Regions from separate parts of the Sus scrofa genome. Here all the other regions are linked to region 2. Evidence: chromatin contacts called from public HiChIP or PLAC-seq data. All regions are on one chromosome and are shown on one strand. The core of a region is the stretch at or near the end of the contact, and the rest is flanking DNA. Distances in the headings are between cores, read along the strand shown. Region 1 has its middle 19 kb from the start of STOM. Region 2 has its middle 19 kb from the start of RAB14. Region 3 overlaps GGTA1P (glycoprotein, alpha-galactosyltransferase 1 pseudogene). Region 4 has its middle 46 kb from the start of STOM.

Region 1 (4,871 bases), core at 1,531-4,030, 160 kb after region 2:
GTTCCTAGTCAGATTCGTTAACCACTGAGCCATGACGGGAACTCCATGGAGGTCTTTTTTTTTTTTTTTTTTTTTTTTTTTTTGGTAGGCGTGAAAGCAGTTTGGTTATCTCTTAGAGACAAGTTCTGCATGTACTTAGAAACCTAAGCTGTTCCAGCCTTTCCACAGCTTTACTTCCCTATGTGAAAAGCCTGTAAATTCTTAAGTTCTCAGTTCTTTAATGCTGTCTCTTTTGGCACTGGTAGTGGAGATGCTGGTTTTATTATTTGAGTTGTTTGAAAGGTCTTTCTTGTACCTTGGTTACTAGGTTACTACATATCTTTATTATTAGGCCTCTGTCTCGAGAGACTCAGCTGAGGAGGAAAAACAGATGAAGAAAAATATGTAATAAGCATTGTAGTAAAAAAAGTTTCTTAGAGGAACTGACATTTGACTTTATTAATTCTTTCAGCAAATTTAACTAGGTACCTGCTATGTGCCAAGTACAGCCTAGGCACTGGGGATACAGTGATTGATAATACAGGTGTGGTCCCTCCCTCCACGGAGCTTACTGTCTAGTGGTTCCAGACAGTGGATTGCAGACAACATGACCTCAGGGAAATGGTCATTACATAGAGGTCAGGCAAAATGCAGAGACTTCCCTTCATACTCCATGGTGGTAAAGTGGTATTCCATACTATGAGATTGAAAAATAGCTAATGAAGTTATCTTGTAGGTTATGTGGGACTGTGTACTCACTGAGAAGAAAGCTCTGGTGAATCAGATAGCTGCTGCCATAGACTAATTAAAAAGGGGTACAGGAGTGATTGAGCCATGATAGATGCCTTTAATGGCATGGGATAATTTAAAGCAAGCGGGTGACATACTCACATTGCAAAAGCGTTGCCTTAATGGAATGAAACTTAAAGCCTTTATGGGATAATGTTGTAAAAAATCTCTTGCAGCTTGTAGTCATATGGCTGAGGTAACTACCATATTCAGAGATTGATTCCATGATTTGGCAAATTATATTAGTACATGAGTTCACATACTTTGCTAGACATTTTGTGAATGTCAGGTTAAATTAGATTAGGGAAGAGTGGGGTCTTGACAACTGGAATAGCAGTATGTGAGAGACAACAAGGCTTAGAGAACCCCAGACTCCTGGACGTACGTAAAACAGAGTTCACAACTGTGGCACTATTAACATTTTGGAATGGATTTTTTGTTGTTGTGGGGGGCTGCCCTGTGCATTGTGAGATGTTTAGCAGCATTCTTGGCCTCTACCTACCAGACACCAGTAGCAGCCCATCCTTGAATCATGGCAGTCAAAAACGTCTCCAGGTATTGCCAAATGCCTGTCCCCAAGGTGAGGCAGGGAAGGAAATTGCCTCGGGTTTGAGAAACATTGGATAAGTGTTACCTGTTGTGCAAACCTTGCTTGAGGAAACTGTAACTTATCGAGAGAGAGAACTGAGAAGTCATCTCATGCTTTCTCTCGTTGCTTGTCTGGTAATTCAAATTTAACATTTTATTTAAATCGTTAAAAATTTTGTAAAAGTAAAACAAATAGCAATCCTAGAATCACTATCCATCATTCACTGTGAAATATACAGTTCACTTCACACTTTCTACATCTAGATATATGTACACACAGACTTAAGTAATATGGGATTGTAAATCAACTATAATAAAAAATTAAAAAAATAAAACAACATCAAGAGAGTAATATGGGAGTTCTCGCTGTGATGCAGCAAGTTAAGGATCTGATGTGGTCTCTGCAGTGGCTCAGGTCATTGTAGAGGTGCTGGGTTTGACCCCTGGCCTGGGAACTTCCATATGCTGTGGGCACAGCCAAAAAAAGTAATATGAATTATTTAATACTGCAAAATGTTTCTCAGCTGTCATGCATAATGGTGCTGAATAGTATGTTAATTAGCGAATGTCACTGGATCCTCCAACTGGAATTCAAAATGAAATAAAAAAAATGGACATCCGATGCTCTGAGAATTTAATACATAAGTATCTATTTCACACAGGCTCTCAGAACGATTTGTCAAACTAATTAATTTGTATTTTCTCTTAGCGAAGTGCTTCTGCTGTTCACATTCTTTCCATAGCAAAGTCTGTCTGACATAAGAGCACAACCCACACACCTACACAGCATTCAGGAACAGTCACCTTTTATTTAGAGGAGAAAGGAGGACAAGAGCAAGAGATGTAGAGAAGCATCTCCCTGGGGCTCAAATGAAGTTAGAGGCACAAAAGGGACATATTTAAAGTTACAGATGGTACTATGCCAGTGCTGAGTGCGGCGACTTGATAAGGATACCCATATGGTCTTTCATGAACTTATTTTCTCTATCTCTCTGATAGGTGGGGCTCTCTTAACTAGTGGGGCCCATGCGCCCAGTTCTAAGGCTGGTACTGGCTTTTATCATTCAGTGTCCACATGCTTAGATGGTCCTCCTGTTTCCCAGTTGGGTACCTGTTCCCACAGCTGTTCCATCATTCTGCCACCAGTTCCAGTTTTCTGTAGGAGTTAATACCATGAGGGAGGGGAGCTAGCACTCTAGCTCCTTTTCTTTTTTTTTAATATTTAAAATTTTTTTATTTTGAAATAATTTTGATTTACAAAAATTTGCAAAGATGGTACAGGCTTGGGTATACTCTTCCCCAAGCTTCCCTGAATGGTAATATCTTCCATAATCCAGCGGCATTTACCAAAACCAAGAAATTGCCGTGAGTGCAACACTGTGAAAACATCACCGCAGACTTTATTTGGATTTCAACAGTTTTTTCGCCAGTTCCCTTTCTCTGTTTCAGGATATTACACTGCATTCAGTAATCATGCTCCCTTGGTCTCCAAGCTGTGACAGTTTTTTCTTTGTCTTCCATGGTCTTGGCGGTTTTGAAGAGTCCTGGTCAGGTAGTTTATAGGCTGTCCTTCAATTTGAGTTTGCCTAATGTTTGGGTTTGCCATGATTACATCAGGAATATGGAGGAAGAAAGTCACAGGGATGAACTGCCTTTTTCATTGTATCCTATCAGGAGTCCATGACAGCAACACGACTTATGACTGGTGACCTTAACCCTGAGTGCTCACTTGGCTAAAGTGGTGTCTCTGGTTTCTCTAGTTACTTGTATCTTTCTTTCCATACCCTGTTTTTTGGAAGAAAGTCACCAAGCCCAGCCAGCACTCCTCTAGGGGTGGGGAATGTATTTTAAAACTGCATTCATGGAGTTCCCATTGTGGCTCAGAGGTAACAAACCTGATTAATATCCATGACGACGCGGGTTGGATCCCTGGCCCTGCTCAGTGGGTTAAGGATCCACTGTGAGCTGTGAGCTGTGGTGTTGGTGGCAGATGCAGCTCGGATCCACATTATTGTGGCTGTGGGTGTGGTGCAGGCCAGCAGCTACAGCTCTGATTCAACCCCTAGCCTGGGAACTTCCATATGCTGGGGGTAGGCCCTTAAAAAGACCAAAAGAACCCCCAAAACATATCTGTATTCTATCATTGCTTATTTAATATCCCTTCTTACTACTCCCCACCTCCCACTTCTGGAAGTCCACTTAGCTCCTGAGCCTTTGGAAGAGTCTGTGATACACATCAACTTAGTTCTTGGCTTTTCCCACTATATTCGAAGTCACTTTTTCTGCATTCCAGTGTCCACAGTTTTATTGCTGTTGTCTCCTTTTCTCTTCTTTCTGGATTTATGAGTTTATGGGTTTTAAAAATATACCTTTACTGTGGTTTTAGTGGAATTTCAGAGGAAGTGAAATTGAATTATTATGTTGAACTTGCCATCTTTATCTGGAAGCCTTGGGGAAAACATTTCTTAATTATTAAAACTGACATTTAATCTGCATTATTTGCCATTTCTTTTTTTGTCATAATTCTACCATTGATATAATCTGTGGAATCATTGAATGCCTTTGTTTTTGGTACTATTGCTATGTTTCATAAAACATTGTGATCAGTCAAAAAACGCAATTCACAGCTAGAGAAATTAGGCTTCTAGTATTGGTTGATGTTATTGGCAGTGGTTATCAAAGGTAAATTAGAGTTAACTGCTGTAAGTGAGGTTTACACAGAGTCTAGAATCTTCCTTTTACATGCCCAGTTATTAAGTTTCAAAAAATAAAGCAGGCTAGGATACCTCAGGAATCAAAATTTGAGTCACTTGTCCAGGAAAAGATCTTTAACTGACTTACACTGGGCAAAGGCAACCATAGCTTAAGTGAGTAGAGGAGGGGAGTTAAAATGTCCGCTGTGGGGGTAGTTCCCTTCGTGGCACAGTGGAAACGAATCTGACTAGGGTCCATAAGGATGTGGGTTCAATCCCTGGCCTCACTTAGTGGGTCGGGGATCCAGCATTGCTATGAGCTGTGGTGTAGGTTGCAGACGCTGCTCTGATCCCACAATTGTTGTGGTTGTGGTGTAGGCCGGCAGCTGCAGCTCCTATTCGACCCCTAGCCTGGAAACTTCCATATGCCATGGGTGTGGCCCTAAAAAGGAAGAAAAAAAAATTCCACTATGGCTTCTTGGCCATTTGTGTAAATGAGGACTGTAGCCTTCTGTATATGTGCTCTCTTTCTCTTTCCTTTCCTTATCTCTCATCGTTCTTCTTCTTTTTAAAAAGGCATTTAAAGAGCAGCTTTAGGTGTAATGAAATAGGAAAGTACAGAGATTTCCCACATACAGGCATATCTTGTTTTATTGTGCTTTGTCAATACTGTTTTTTACAAATTGAAGGTCTGTGGCAACCCTTCATTGAGCAAGTCGATTGGTGTCATTTTTTTCCAACAGCATTTGCTCATCTCTTGTCTCTGTGTCGATTTTTGTAATTACGCAGTATTTCAAGCTTTTTTTTAAAATTATTATTACA
Region 2 (4,892 bases), core at 852-3,351:
CCACCATAGACCCTCTCCCCATCCAGCCATACTCAAGTGCCAGAGGGACAGAGCCACGGAGAGCTGTTTATTAGCTGAGCCTCAGTTTTATCCTGTGTGAAATGGAGACAGTAGTACTTCTCCTGTAAACCTCACAGAGAAGGGGGAAGAACTCAAATGAGACCACGGAGATGCATGTGATTTGTAAACAAGTCCTGCACTCCCACAAGGGGGTTTCATTACTAGGAAGGGTCTAATAGGAGAGACAATGAAGCCTTTTAAAGATCATCTGGAGGGAGCTCCCATTGTAGCTCAGCGGTAATGAACACGACTAGGATCCATGAGAACGCGGGTTTGATTCCTGGCCCCGCTCAGTGGGTTAAGGATCCAGTGTTGCCGTGAGCTATGGTGTAGGTCACAGATGCGGCTCAGATCTCATGTTGCTGTGGCTGTGGTGTAGCCAGCAGCTGCATCTCCGATTCGACCTCTAGCCTGGGAACTTCCATATGCTGCAAGTGTGGCCCTTAAAAATAAATAAATAAAACAAAATAAAATAAAAATCATCTGGGTAAGGGACTCTCTGAGGCCTCTTATGTTCAGTGTTCTCTTACTGAGAAAGCTGTGGGATCCACTCAGGAGAGCTGCCGGGGGACCACACATCACAGGTAACTGGGCAGTCCCGCAACAGTGACACACTCATCAGTGACTGATAGTTGGACTTGGACTTGGGCTTCTGTCTCCTCCCTCCCACTGGAGCCCCTCAGGGTTTTTCTGCTCAGGTCTTTTTAAGAGAAAAGTCAGTAGATGCCTTTCTGATCAATCCCCCACTAAGCAGAAGAGAAAGGACAGATCCAAGATGTTAACTAACTTGCCCAACTCGGCAAGTGTATTCAGAACTGGAACTGGAAACGGGACTTTGGATTCCTAATCTATTGCTCTTCTGAGACTCAGATTCCAACACTACAGCCTATTACTAGCTTGGAGACTTGGGCATGCTTCTTAATCTCTCTGGGTCTCAGTTTCCTTATCTGTAAAGTAGGTATGGTGGTCCCACCTTTATTGGATTGTTATGAAAGTTAGAAATGCATATAAAAATCTTTCTCCACCAAAACCCCCAACCCTGCCACTCACTGGCACACCTCTGCTCTCTCTGCCAGGGGTCAGCTCCCTCCTGGAAGAAACTCCTGCAGCCTTCAATGTATATTATGGGTGCTGCTCCTGGCTTCACTGACAGGAGGGGGGTATTCCCTTCCTTGTGATGCCTCAGTGCAGGTGAGAATTTAGTTATTTTATTTTTTACTTCTACTTTTGTCTTTTTAGGGCTGCATTCACAGCACGTGGAAGTTCTCAGGCTAAGGGTGGAATCAGAGCTTCAGCCACCAGCCTACACCACAGCCACAGCAATGCAGGATCCGAGTGGCGTCTGCGATCTACACCACAGCTCGTGGCAATGCCAGATCCTTAACCCACTGAGCGAGGCCAGGGATCAAATCTGTGTCCGCATGGATGCTAGTTGGGTTCATTAACCGCCAGGATGGAACTCCCAGGATTTAATTATTTTAGAATTCCCAGAGCATAGTATCTGTGAAAAAATGAAACTTTTGAGAGCAGACAGATGTTTTAAGGAATCACTATGCTTAAAATCTTTCTCTTCTTTGTTCTTGTCCTTCAAGATATTGGAAAGAAACTGAAAGAGAAACGGGTCTATGAAGGAAGAAGCATTCTTTCCTGCCTGTATAGTTACGCTGGGTTTTATAGGTTTAATGTCTGATTTCTCTGATTCTGAGCTCAAAGGAGAAAAGTTGTGCCGTTTCTGTTGAGTTTTACTGCTTTATAGTTGGTACAAGTACATATAAGATGTAAAAACAGAAACAGAAAGTATCCTGTTTCATCAATAAATGAACATAGGCAGCTGGGCTTCTCTAAGTGCCCAATGTCTTCAAGCAGTCTCCATTTTAAGATAACAGTTGGGGTCACTGGTTTTTAAAAACTAGAGGGAAAACCTCTTCCTGTGTCCTCCAAATCCAACATCTATTCTAGCATCAAAATGAAAAAGCTGGCAAAGCAGAGCATTTCAGACCTGGTCCACAAGAGGGCGTCACAGGCCCACGCCAGGCCAGTTTCACTGTAGGAACTCCTGGCCTTGGTCCCACTTAGTAGCTCAGGGAAGTCTGGTTCAGGAGCACTTCCTCTGTTTCTTTCTTGGTTCTCTTTTGCTGACCCAGGAGGAAGTGGAGAAGCTTTAGGAGTCAGATGGACTTGGATTAAAATCCTGGCTCTGCCACCCAGGCATGCCAAAACAAATAAAGAGACAAAAACCAAAACAAAACAAAAATCCTGGCTCTTGTCATTTACTGAGACATTGGCAAATGGGTTAACATTCTGAGCTGTTGTATTATTAATAAGTGCTAAATTAATCCCAAGGCCAGAGAATTAATGAATTACAGGTTCTTGGTACAAGAAGGGACCTTTAAGATTGATCAGTAAAACAATGGTCAGCTCGCAATGGCCAGAATGGTCATGATTAAAAAGTCTACAGGAGGGAGTTACCCTCATGGCACAGCAGAAACGAATCTGACTAGGAACCATGAAGTTGTGGGTTCGATTCCTGGCCTCAGTGGGTTAAGGATCACGCGTTGCTCTGAGCTGTGGTGCAGGTTGCAGATACGGCTCGGATGTGGTGTTGCTGTGGCTGTGGCAAAGGCCGGCAGCTACAGCTCCAATTCGACCCCTGCCCTGGGAGCCTCCATATGCTGCAAGTTTGGCCCTAAAAAGCAAAAATAAATATATAAATAAATAAAATAAAATCTACAGGAGTTCCCACTGTGGTGCAGTGGTTTAAGAATCTGACTGTAGTGTCTCGGGTTGCTGCGGAGGCGTACCTTTGCTCCCCAGCCCTGTGCAGTGGGTTAAAAATCTGGTGTGGCCACAGCTTCAGCATAGTTTGCAGCTGCAGCTCAGATTCAATCACTGGCCCAGGAACTACCATATGCCTCTGGTGCAGCCATTAAAAAAAAAAGTCTACAGATAACAAATGCTGGAGAGGATGTGGGTAAAAAACAGAACCCTCCTACACTGCTGGTGGGAATGTAAGTTGGTATAGCCACGACGGAAAACAGTATAGAGGTTCCTCAAAAACCTAAGGATAGAATTACCATGTGATCCAGAAATCCCACTCCTGGACATATATCCAGACAAAACTATAATTCAAGAAGATACATGCACACACATGTTCATAGCAGCACTATTCACAATAGTCAAAACATAGAAACAACCTAAATGTCCATCAACAGATGAATGGATACAGAAGATGTGGTGTGTACATACAATGAAATACTATTTGGCCATTAAAAAAGAACAAATTAATGTCATTTGCAACAATATGGAAGGAACGAGAAATTATCATACCGGGAGTTTCCGTTGTGGCTCAGTGGTAACAAACCCGACCAGTATCCCTGAGGATGGCAGTTCAATCCCTGGCCTCGATCAGTGGGTTAAGACTCCAGCATTGACATGAGCTGCAGTGTAGGTCGAAGACATGGCTCAGTCTGGTATTGCAGTGGCTGTGGTGTAGGCTGGCAGCTGCAGCTCCGATTCAATGCCTAGCTTGGGAAGTTCCATATGTCACAGGTTCAGCCCAAAAGACAAAAAAAAAAAGAAAGAAAAGAAATTATCATACTAAGTGAAATAAGTCAGAAAGAGAAGGACAAACACCATATGATATCACTTATATGTGGAATCTAAAATATTCACAAAGGAACCTATCTATAGAACAGAAAGAAAGAGACTCATAGACAAGGAGAACAAACTAATGGTTGCCAAGGGGAAAGGGGTTGGGAAAGGGATGGAGTGGGAGGTTGGGGTTAGCAGATAGAGGCTATTATACATGGAGGGCATAAACAAGGTCCTACTGTATAGCACAGAGAACGATATTCAGTGTCCTATGATAAACCATTACGGAAAAGAATAAAAAAACACCACCATGTGTGTCTATATATATGTGTGTGTGTGTGTGTATGTGTATATATATATTTATATGTATGTATGTATAAGTGAATCACTTTGCTGTACAGCAGCAATTAACACAACATTTTTAACTCAATTATGCTTCAATTAAAAAATTTAAAAATAGGAGTTCTCACTGTGGCTCAAACATAATGAACCCAGCTAGAATCTGTGAGGACGCAGGTTCAATCCCTGGCCTTGCTTAGTGAGTTAAGGATCCGGAGCGGCCCTGAGCTGTGGTGTAGGTTGAAGACACAGTCGGATCTGGTGTTTCTGTGGCTGTGGCATAGGCTGACAGCTGTAGCTCTGATTTGATCCTTAGCTTGGGAACTTCTATGTGCCACAGGTGCGGCCCTAAAAAGAAAGAAAAAAAGAATGAATGAATAAAAAGATAAGCCGGCAAGGACTTTGCATTCCAAACACGAACTCATCATCTAGCTTCCGTGGGGACTCACTTGAGTAAGTTGCTTGAACCTCTTGTGCCTCGGTTTCCTTGTCTCAGTGGGGGAAGGAGAGAATAACTGGGGATCAAACAGTACCTACTTCATAGAGTGTTATGAAGATTTAATGAGCTCCGACATAAAGTGTTCAGCTCAGTGCCCGGCACCTAGTCGATGTTATTTCTTATTAATATCTAGGTCTAGGTCATGTGACCTTTCCCAGCCTCAGTGTTCCCACCTACAGAGTGGGGATTTTATATAGCATTGTGGGGAGGATTAAATAACACAAAGAAGCCCTCAACATAGAGCCTGGCTCATGGTAATTGTACAAAACCCAGTATATAATGATAAATATTCTTTTATCCCCTTCCATGAAGTAAAGAAAAATTGTTTCTAAGAACAAAGCTTTTCACTCACACACACACACACCCTTGCTACGGCATTAGTTGTGACCTTTTTTCTCGCCTA
Region 3 (4,946 bases), core at 1,660-4,159, 260 kb after region 2:
GGAAACCTTTGTGAGGTTTAACATTGTTTAGAGATTAAAGAGCTGCAGTTGGTGCTGTGCATTGTCATTTGAAAATAAACCAAACATCACACCTCCTAAAAGTCCAAATCCACTCTTGGGAGGATTTATTGCTGCTGAGTACAAACAGTCCTCTCTCGCCTCAGAGCAGAGTGCGCGGGTTTCACCAGGACATGCCAAGTACAGTTTAGTTCTCTAAAGCCGCAACAAGATGGCTAGAGCCAATGTGGAGCCGTTCTTTTTGGAAACACCAAGGTTAAATCAATCTGCGGTATGGCTGGCTGGTCTCCTCTTATACCAAAGGATTAGGTGAGCTGGGAATCTTTCCCAACTCCTAACAGAACATATTCTTCTAGTCGAAAGGTCAAAACTCCAGAGTCACCCTTCTCTATTAGAGATGCCACCCAGGCCCCTGGGATCAGTACATTCAGGGACATTAGGACTTGATTAGTACAGTGACAGTGATACCTTCTGGGCTCTAGGTTGGAGAAGGTCTTAGGAGGATGCTTAAATCCTCACTCAGATCAACCTTGACCTTCACTTCTCTTTGTACAGGCAACAGGTCAACTAACTTTCTTTTCTTTTCTTTTCTTTCTTTCTTTCTTTCTTTCTTTCTTTCTTTCTTTCTTTCTTTCTTTCTTTCTTTCTTTCTTTCTTTCTCTCTCTCTCTCTCTCTCCCTCTCCCTCTCTCTCTCTCTCTCTCTCTCTCTCTCTTTCCTTCCTTCCTTTTCTTTCTTCCTTCCTTCCTTCCTTTCTTGCTTTTTTAGGGCTGCACCCTCCCAGGCTAGGGGTCCAATCGGAGCTGTGATGTTGGCCTGCGTCAGAGCCACAGCAATGCGAGATTCGAAATGCATCTGTGACCTACCCCACAGCCCACGGCAACACCAGATCCTTAACCCACTGATCAAGGCCAGGGATTGAACCTGTGTCCTCATGGATGCTAGTCAGATTCATTAACCAATGAGCTATGATGGGAACTCCCTTCCTTCCTTCCTTTTTTTCTTTTTCTTTCTTTCTCTTTCTGATTTTTTTTTAAGTTTTGTTGAAGTATAGTTGTCTTACAATGTTGTGATAATTTTTTCTGTATAACAAAGTGATTCAGTTTCTTTGTGGCTTTCAGAAAAGGTACAGATGGAAAGGCCCATGGATGTGGGGGAGGGAAGGGGCACGGAGGTGAACAGGAAAATTGAACTTTTGCTTTTGTTTTGGAAAAAAGGGGGGGGGATTCTCTAAAAAAGAAAACTGGGTTATATTTTAAATGAACATTACAGCTACTACTTTTAAGTAAGAATGATTACAGTTTGGGGAGAAAAGTTCCAAACAAGGAAACGGGGGCTGAAACAGGAACCTATCCAACCTCTGGAAGAGGAAGTTCTGAGCAGCCTAATCTCCCCGGGCCAAACCCTCCAGGAGGAATAGGCAGAAGGCACAGAGGAGTGGTCAGCCATGCGGAGGTGGAAAACCACTCCACTTAGGACACTTCTGTCTTTGGTCCTTGGTCTGGGGTCTCGAGAGCATAGGAGAAACGACACACACACAGGCCATCTAACAGCTGCCATTTTTGGAATTTCCACAGAGGGCCGTGGAGGTCAGGGCGGAGGTGGCTGTGGGTGTACTGTCGACTCTGGGTGCAGTGGGTATAGCAGATCTTCTTCCCTGCAACCCAAGCCCCTCACCCTGAGGTGGGAAAGAGTTGACCCTCTGACTAGTTTTATTCTTAGCCTTTGGGGACCTCAGCAGAAGGGAGTCTAAAATGGCCCTGTGACACCATTCTCCTCTCCACTAATTCAGACATGACATGAACAGCCTCTGTAAACCCAGGGGCCCCTCACCCATCCTCTGATAGTGGAAGGGGAAAAACTCAAGGCCAGTTTTATTAGCAACACCTACCTTCCGACAGCAAAAACCGTCAAGCCCACGGTAATTTTCTGTTTGGCATAATAATTATCTAAGACGGCTCTGTTGTAAGTGCCTTCCCATACCACTGGAGCCTTCCATCTGGTTATGGTCACGACCTCTGGGCGTTTCCTGGTGACAAAACATAGAGTCAGGATGGCTTTGCTAAGGTATGCAGTGACAGTCTGGGGGAACATGGGTCAGTCATGGCTTGTGGTGACTGGCCTTGAATCCTGACTGTATTTTAGCCCCAGTCAGCTGGTGGTGTGACATTGCAGCATCTTCTGGGGGAGGGACAGGAGGCTCTGGCCCAGGTGCCTCTGCGGGCTGCCCTGGTGGCCCCTTTGGGGATCGTACCTGTACAACGTGTATGTACCTTCCGTCCCCCTGTTCTGCTGTCCTCGTCCTCAATCTTCCTTCCAAACCCCTTCGCCTATCTCCCCAGGCCCTTCCTAAGCTGCCAGCGACATCTTTGGGTGTTGCTTATCCCAGTGGGTGCCACCTGACCCTGAGAAAGCCCTATGGCTTGACTAGCGGGATGAGAGAGTGACATTTGAGCTGAAAGAGGAAGAAGCTGTCTCAGTTTGCCTTCTGCCAGAAAGCAATTTCTGGGTAGGAACCTGGTTATCGGACAAAAAGGGCCCCAGACTAAGGGGACCTGGTGTTGTGGTTCATTTTACGAAGAAGGAGACAGTCACCCAGAAAAGAAGGGACCCGGCGGGCTAACTGTGGCCATGGGTGACACACAGGGCTCGGGCTCAGACCTCTCTCAGATCATGTCGCCTCTTGACTAGAAGCACAAAAGCGGGAGGGGAGGGGGCATGTTCTCTGCACCCAGAACACTTGAAAGGGACTTAGCAAAGCCAACACAAACACAGGAAGCCACGGAAGAGCAACGGACAAATTGTAAAGAGTAAATGCGGGAAGTCTGGGTAGCAGCTGGGGCCCCCCAGAGGCAGGAGGGAGCTGAGAAGACTTGGCTCAAACCCCATTTGCTCTGGAAGTGGCTGCACTTCCCCGTCGGAAACAGACTGAAACGTGGTCATTTAGATTCAACCCCCAACACAACATGAGAGGGCCTGGCCCCTGCTAGCTGTGTGCTTGTATTTCAGCCACTGCAGGGAGAAGGCCAGTGGTTGGGGCAACGTCTTGGGGGTCCCATCGGGCCCCTGCTGGCTGCCTGGGTATGGCCCTGGTGAGGCTGTCTAGGAGATGTTAGCCCAGCGAGAACATACCCCCACCCTCATACGCGGGTGGAGGAAGGGTTTTCACAAACCTGCCCCTCCCCCATGGGAGAAACCATGTTTCCCTGCGAGATTGGGCAAGGCTGGGTCACCCCCACTTCTTGCTCATGCCTTCTGTCCCTCGTCACCAAGTTCTGCACCCGTATTCTGGAGGCCTCTGCCCTCCCACCCCCACCCCATGCCCTGCTTCAAGCCTGCTTCCTTCCTCCCCTAAGAGTAATTCTGCAGAGATGGAGGGGACATGGCTAGGCTGCTCAAACCCCACACCCCAGCTCTGCCTTCACACCCCAGGTATGACCGCCCCTTGGGGACACCTGCTCTTGGTTTCCACCAATCATGAAAGAAGCTGTTTTGGACTCTGTACCAACTTGTGCCAGGTACTTTCACATACACTTTCTCTCATTTAGTCCTTGCAAAAGCTTGGCCATGTAGTATGCTCAATGTACAGATATGAAAATCAAGGCTCAGGAAGGCTTGTTAACTTGACCAAGGCCAAACAGCAGATGATGGTAACTAACACACACTGGCTCCTTCCTATGGGACCAGGCACAGTGCCAAGAGCTTCACCCTTTTGTGGGGGTGGGGTTGCTATATTTTGATTCCCATTTTATCTGTGAGGAAACTGTAGCACAGAGTGGTGAAATAACTTGCCTGAGGTCACACAGCTAGTAAGGAGCCAAGCTGGGATTTGAACCCAGATAGTCTGACTGTGGTCTGTGCTCTGAACCACTACCCTCTATGGCTTCTTGGCTATTTACTTGCTGTACCAATGAACTGGAGTTAAAACCCAGGTATGTCATCATTTCCACTCATTTGAGCTACTTCAGCATTTTTATCAGGGCAGAATAAAAAAAAATGATGAGCTTTTTTTTTGTTTGTTTTGTTTTGTTTTTAGAAACTTATGTGATGCTTTTCTCACATAAAAGCCCCAGCTTTGTTGAATGACTGGATTTCAAACCAAAAAAACCACACACACACACACACACACACACACACACACACGGCTTAGGCTTATCATTCTATAACCGTTTCCCATGCACTGTCACTTCATTCATTCCTGTCCTTAGTGTAGCCTGTCAAGGATTCTTAGCAGTTCAGACCCCAGCCTATCAGTTAAGCCATGCAGCTGTGTGTGAGCTGAACATCTGGCAAGCAGGCAATATTATCTTTAAGCAAAGAAAAGGAAGAGAAAGAGAAGGAGGAAGAGGAGGAAAGGAGGTATTCTTATTTACTAGTCACAAGCACTGGGGTTAAGTACCGGACTTTTATTCTCTCATTGAATCCTTACAACCACGTTCAAGAGTGGGTGCTATCATCACCTCCATTTCACAAATAAAGAAAGTCGGGGGTGAGAGAGAAGGAAACTATGTTTTTAGCCATTCAACCAATAGGAGGGGCCACACCAGGGCATCACCTCCTCGATGCACATCTGCCAAGTCCCTGCTCCATCTGCCGGGGCCCAGGGCTAAAGACGGAGATCAGACCCATCCTACCCCTTGAGAACTTCCCATCCCTGACAGGTGGTCAGCCTGCCGCACACTCCTCAGCCGCACAACCCCTCAGACTACACCTTCTAGAAAGACCGATTCAGAACACCAGTGTCCAGTTTGGTTACTTGGCTGGGAAGATTCCTTTTAAGCAGGGGGGAGAAAAAGTAGCAATATTAAAAATTAACGTCGAATTAAAAATTAAAATGCTCTATTTCCCAGCTGTTAATTATTAAATTCCACTGGCAATTCCAACATGTCAGCAACCCTGACTAGGAAGCCATATGACAGGCTGAAAACA
Region 4 (5,248 bases), core at 2,434-4,933, 190 kb after region 2:
ACAAATATATGTCATAGCCCTATAATATGACAGGCACTGTTTGGTGTTCTATAACTGAAAATTTAGATCAGCTCTTGCCCTCAGGAAGCTGAGAGTGGGAAAGATGCTATTAAGTAGATAATTACAATACAGAGTAATAAGTGCCAATAGGAAAACAGATCTCCATGGGACCATATAAATGAGCTATCCAAACTAGATTTGGGATTAGGGAAAACCACTTGGAGAAGAAATATGTAAACTGAGTCTGGGAGGATAAGTGCTGCATTAGGAAAGTGGTGTAGGGTGAGGAGGTTATGACCAAGGGAAGGAAGGCAAGGAACAGTACGGTTCTTGGGGGGCAGGGGAGGATATATCTTAAAAATTAACAGAGCCAGAAAGATAATACATATTCATAGAAAAATGCATATTTAATTTATCAAACATTAGTAGCTTATTATATGATAAATACTCTTATGCATTAAAATAAAGGGGTTGGAGTTGGGGTCCAGATATTTGTCATGCACTTCCTCTTAAAGATAGGATGCACCTAAGTTTTTGTACTTTTAAAAGTTAATTACATAATTAACAAGGTAATGAGGGAATTTACTTTCATAAACTGGGGATTTTTATAAAATAACTTTAAGTGACTTGTGCTTCCAGAAAAATGGAATAGTCCTAATTTCCCCTATTGCTACCACTAAGTATATCTAAAAACCCTGGTCATTATATAGAAAGCAAGCAAACGAAGACTCTGAAAGAGAAGGCAGTTCAGGTAGGCAACTTGGAACTCAAGGATCGACATGGCAATGAGTTCCCTGGGTTTTCTGCCCCATGTATCCCATATTGGGTGCAAGAGAAGTGAGCAACCCAGAAATGCTAATGAGTATAGACACAAAAAGAGCCCTGAGAAAAGCCTACTCTTTACAACTAAAGGACCAGGAAAAGGGCAACCCAGCAAGACACAAAACTTTAAATACTAATCCCTGTACTCCAGCCCAATACCACAGACAAACTGTGCCCCCCATTATCCATCTCTCCAGCAAAGGCCATGTGGAGAACTTAAACTTCCACCCTCACCAGACTGTAATGAGGCTCCCCTCCCCTCCTTACTGGCGTGGAGTTGGAACAGGTTAGTGGGGGTTAGAACCTTCACCACTTCTCAGCAAGTGTGGCCATTTTCCCGTGGTCAGTGTCAGTGGAGACCCTGTGGGGAGGCTAAACTCTCATCTCATTAGTTACAAGGAACACCTCTCCACTGAGTTCCAATGGAGGCAGAATTGAGAACCTGAAATTTCACCCTTCAATTGACAGTAACAGGGAGGTGCCAACCTATTTCCCAGCTGGAGCAGTATTAGGGGATGCCTGTGAAAATACAAGATTTAAATAAGAACCAGAGTCTCATAATACCCAAAATGTTCAGGTTTCAATAAAAAAAAATGGTTGTCATACCAAGAATTAGGGGAGTTCCCGTCGTGGCGCAGTGGTTAACGAATCCGACTAGGAACCATGAGGTTGCGGGTTCGGTCCCTGGCCTTGCTCAGTGGGTTAACGATCCGGCGTTGCCGTGAGCTGTGGTGTAGGTTGCAGATGCGGCTCGGATCCCACGTTGCTGTGGCTCTGGCGTAGGCCGGTGGCTACAGCTCGGATTGGACCCCTAGCCTGGGAACCTCCATATGCCGCGGAAGCGGCCCAAGAAATAGCAACAACAACAACAACAACAACAACAAAGAATTAGGAATACAACTCGAATGAGAAAGGACAATAAGAAGATGCCTTGATAACACAGATATTGGTAATGTCTGACAAAGACTTTAAAGCAGTCATTGTAAAAATGCCTCAATGGGCAATTACAAACACTTGAAACATGAAAAGTAGAAAGTCACAGCAAAGAAGTAGTAAGTCAAAGATACAGAAAATCAAGGATATAGAAGATAAAAGAAGAACCAAATATAAAGTTTAGAGCTTAAACATACAATTCCTGAAATAAAAACTAAATGGATAATCTTAACAGTAGAATGGAGAGGATGGAGGAAAAATTCAGTGAACCTGAAGGTAGAATAATAGGAATCACTCAAACTGAACCACAGAGAGGAATATACAAACAAACAAAAACCCACAGCATCTCAGAACATGTAGGACTGTAATGAAAGATCTAATCTTCATATAATTGGAGTCCCAGAGGGGAAGAAAGAGGATGGGGCTAGAAATTACTTTTAAAATGGCTGAACATTCCCTAAAATTTGGTAAAAGATACGAACGTACAGATTCAATAAACTGGGTGAATCCCAAATGGGATGAACCTAACTGTCAATCAAAATATCCCTTGGCTTCTTGGCTGTTGCACTGCAGTGAACATTGGGGTGTATGTAGCTTTTCAAATTATGATTTTCTTTGGATATATGCCCAGGAGTGGGATTTTAGGATCATATAGTAGCTCTATTTTTAGTTTTTTAAGGAACCTCCATACTGTTCTCCATAGTGGCTCTATCAACCTACATTCCTATCAACAGTATAGAAGGGTTCCCTTTTCTCCACACCCTCTCTGGCACTTATTACTTGTAGACTTTTTGATGAAGGCCGTTCTGACAGGTATGAGGTGATGCTTCATTATAGTTTTGATGCGCATTTCTTTAAGATTATGAGCATCTTTTCATGTACCTTTTGGCTATCTGTATGTCTTCTTTGGAGAAATGTCTATTTAGATCTTCTGCCCATTTTTTGATTGGGTTGTTTGTTCACTGAAGCACTATTTATGATAGCCAAGACATGGAAGCAACCTAAATGTCCATCGACAGATTAATGGATAAAGAAGATGTGCTATATTTATATAGTAGAATATTTACTCAGCCATAAGAAAGAATGAAATAATGCCATTTGAAGCAACATGGGTGGACCTAGAGACAAATATATGAAATATCACATGCTATTTTTTATAAATGGAATCTTTAAAAAATTATACAAATGAATTTATATACAAAAAAAGAAATATACCTACAGACATGGGAAACAAACTTATGATTACCAAAGAGAAATGGGGGAGGGATAAATTAGGAGTTTGGGATTAACATATATCCACTACTGTATATGAAATAGATAACCAGCAAGGACCTATTATAGCACAGGGTACTATACTCAATATTTTGTAATAACCTACAAGGGAAACGAATCTGAAAAAGAATATGTATTTATATTCTCATATATATATATGTATATGTGTGAGTGTGTGTGTGTGTATTTACATGGCATTGTAAAGCAACTCTACTTCAGTAAGAACAATTTTTAAAGTGTCCCTCGGTAGGTGAATGCCTCAGCAAACTTTCGTACATCCCTTCATGGAATACTACACAGCAAGAAAATGAATGACCTATTACTGTGGGCAACAACCTAGCTGAATCTCAAAGCATTATGCTGAGTGAAAAAAGCTCATCTCAATACATCATATACTATATGATTTCACTTAAAAAACATTTTCGAAGAGGCAAAATTATAGAGATAAAAATAGATTAGTGGTACTAAGGGTTGGGGAGAGTCAGGGAGAAGAGTTGGGTGTGGGTATAAATGGTAGCTCAGAGATCCTTGTGATGGAATAGTTTTGTATCTTAACTGCTGTGATTGCATGAATTGACACATGAGATAAAATGTCATATAGTTATACACATACAGTGTCCCAACATTGATTTCCTATTTTGTTATTACATGATGATTATGTAAGATGTAACATAGGGAGAAATTGGGTAAAAGATACATGTGACTTCTTTGTACTAACTTTGCAACTTCCTGTGAATCTATAATTATTTTAAAATCAAATACTAAAGAATAGCTTTTTTTTTTGTCTTTTGAGGGCTGCACCTGGGACATATGGAAGTTCCCAGGCTAGGGTTGAATTGGAGGTGCACCTGCACCACAGCCACAGCAATGCCAGATCTGAGCCACATCTTCAACTTACACCACAGCTCACAGCAATGCTGGATCCTTAACCCACTGAGTGAAGCCAGGGATTGAATCTACATCCTCATGGATCCTAGTCAGGTTTGTTACTACTGAGCCACGATGGGAAGCCTTAAAAAATAACTTTAAAAATGGATCCCTGGAGTTCCCTTTGTGGCTCAGTGGTAACAAATCTGACTAGGATCCATGAGGACGCAGTTTCGATCCCTGGCCTGCTCAGTGGGTTAAGGATCCAGCATTGCCGTGAACTGTGGTGTAGGTCGCAAACCCAGCTCAGATCTGGCGTTGCTGTGGTTGTGGTGTAGGCTAGCGGCTACAGCTCCGATTCAACTCCTAGTCTGGGAAATTGTGTATGCCGTGAGTGTGACCCTAAAAAAAGAAGAAGAAAAATTATCCCTTTTTTCAGCTGAGGCTGAAAAAGAAAGAATAAATTAAAATAAAATGTATCTAAAATAGCCACCCACAACACTCTCTTTCCTCTTACCTTGCTTTATTTATTTCTTCTTTGTGTTATTACAAAAATACAGTGCTCCTGACATAACATTAAATATTTCTTTGCTTATTGCCCATCTTCTCCACCTAGAATGTAAAACTTCATAACAGTAGTCATTTTGGTTTATTACTGTTTTCCCAGCACTTAGAACACAGCCTAGCACCAGGAAGGTGCTCAATAAATATTTGCTGAATGTTGAAAAATGGAAAAAATAATAGATTTGATTTGTTCCCCAAAGGGAAAGTAATTTTTTATTAATTTAGGAAATATTATTTATTTCTATTTTTGGGGCAAAACTCAGCATTTAATTTAATTTATTTAATCTGTTATTCTTTTTGGCTGCGCCTATGACATGTGGAAGTTCCTGGGCCAGGGATCAAACCCTCACCACAGCAGCAACCTGAACTGCTGCAGTGACAACGCCAGATCCTTAACCCACTGAGCTACAAGAGAAACCCCAAACTCAGCATTTTAGATGAACTCTGCCAATCATTAAAGAGAATGACTCATCAGTCTTCTTATTTACCGAAAATGATGTTTAATCAATGCCAGGGATAAAGCAAATGCACTCAATATTAGCATTTTCCATTTGATATTCATTCTCCACTAGAATAAAAAAGAGAAAAAGTCTTTTTGGAAAGTAGAAAACAACTTTCTTGCCATCTTCTAGTAAGAGATTAATTTATGGAATCTTGGCCATCAATCCAAATATGTAATTCTAGAATGCTCAACCTTAGGAAGAAGGCAGACTTGAATCAAAGAATCCACCTATTCTGCTTGAAGTACCTGCAGATTCTCTCTTGGGAGGGATCCATTTTAGATTAGGTG

Evidence for each region. HiChIP or PLAC-seq counts read pairs in DNA pulled down with a chosen protein or histone mark.
Region 1: a contact with region 2 is called in an H3K27ac HiChIP or PLAC-seq map of alveolar macrophages. The contact joins two enhancer-like sites. A contact is called at or near these places in 1 of 5 promoter capture datasets (fetal skeletal muscle), 10 of 47 Hi-C or Micro-C datasets (blood, embryonic fibroblasts, liver and 6 more) and 2 of 2 datasets of contacts at active chromatin or transcription factors (alveolar macrophages and skeletal muscle).
Region 3: an H3K27ac HiChIP or PLAC-seq map of alveolar macrophages shows a contact between it and region 2. The contact joins two enhancer-like sites. A contact is called at or near these places in 4 of 47 Hi-C or Micro-C datasets (embryonic fibroblasts, epiblast stem cells and undifferentiated spermatogonia) and 1 of 2 datasets of contacts at active chromatin or transcription factors (alveolar macrophages).
Region 4: an H3K27ac HiChIP or PLAC-seq map of alveolar macrophages shows a contact between it and region 2. The contact joins two enhancer-like sites. A contact is called at or near these places in 1 of 5 promoter capture datasets (fetal liver), 8 of 47 Hi-C or Micro-C datasets (adipose tissue, embryonic fibroblasts, epiblast stem cells and 5 more) and 1 of 2 datasets of contacts at active chromatin or transcription factors (alveolar macrophages).

Annotation. Positions count from the first base shown.
Region 1 is chr1:261,424,136-261,429,006 of Sscrofa11.1, forward strand. It overlaps the pseudogene LOC110259667. Among named protein-coding and RNA genes, the nearest start is that of STOM, 19 kb to the left of the region's middle. Within about 2 kb of position 2,781, at least 4 of the 83 cell types and tissues checked have an H3K27ac peak or open chromatin away from gene starts, as enhancers often do. A contact at or near this core is called in alveolar macrophages, where this site is marked.
Region 2 is chr1:261,262,785-261,267,676 of Sscrofa11.1, forward strand. No RefSeq gene overlaps it. Among named protein-coding and RNA genes, the nearest start is that of RAB14, 19 kb to the left of the region's middle. Within about 2 kb of position 2,102, at least 10 of the 83 cell types and tissues checked have an H3K27ac peak or open chromatin away from gene starts, as enhancers often do. A contact at or near this core is called in alveolar macrophages, where this site is marked.
Region 3 is chr1:261,517,157-261,522,102 of Sscrofa11.1, forward strand. GGTA1P (glycoprotein, alpha-galactosyltransferase 1 pseudogene) reads right to left here. Exons shown (of 8, transcript NM_213810.3): 7 at 1,909-2,046. Among named protein-coding and RNA genes, the nearest start is that of GGTA1P, 68 kb to the right of the region's middle. Within about 2 kb of position 2,910, at least 25 of the 83 cell types and tissues checked have an H3K27ac peak or open chromatin away from gene starts, as enhancers often do. A contact at or near this core is called in alveolar macrophages, where this site is marked.
Region 4 is chr1:261,451,443-261,456,690 of Sscrofa11.1, forward strand. No RefSeq gene overlaps it. Among named protein-coding and RNA genes, the nearest start is that of STOM, 46 kb to the left of the region's middle. Within about 2 kb of position 3,684, at least 1 of the 83 cell types and tissues checked has an H3K27ac peak or open chromatin away from gene starts, as enhancers often do. A contact at or near this core is called in alveolar macrophages, where this site is marked.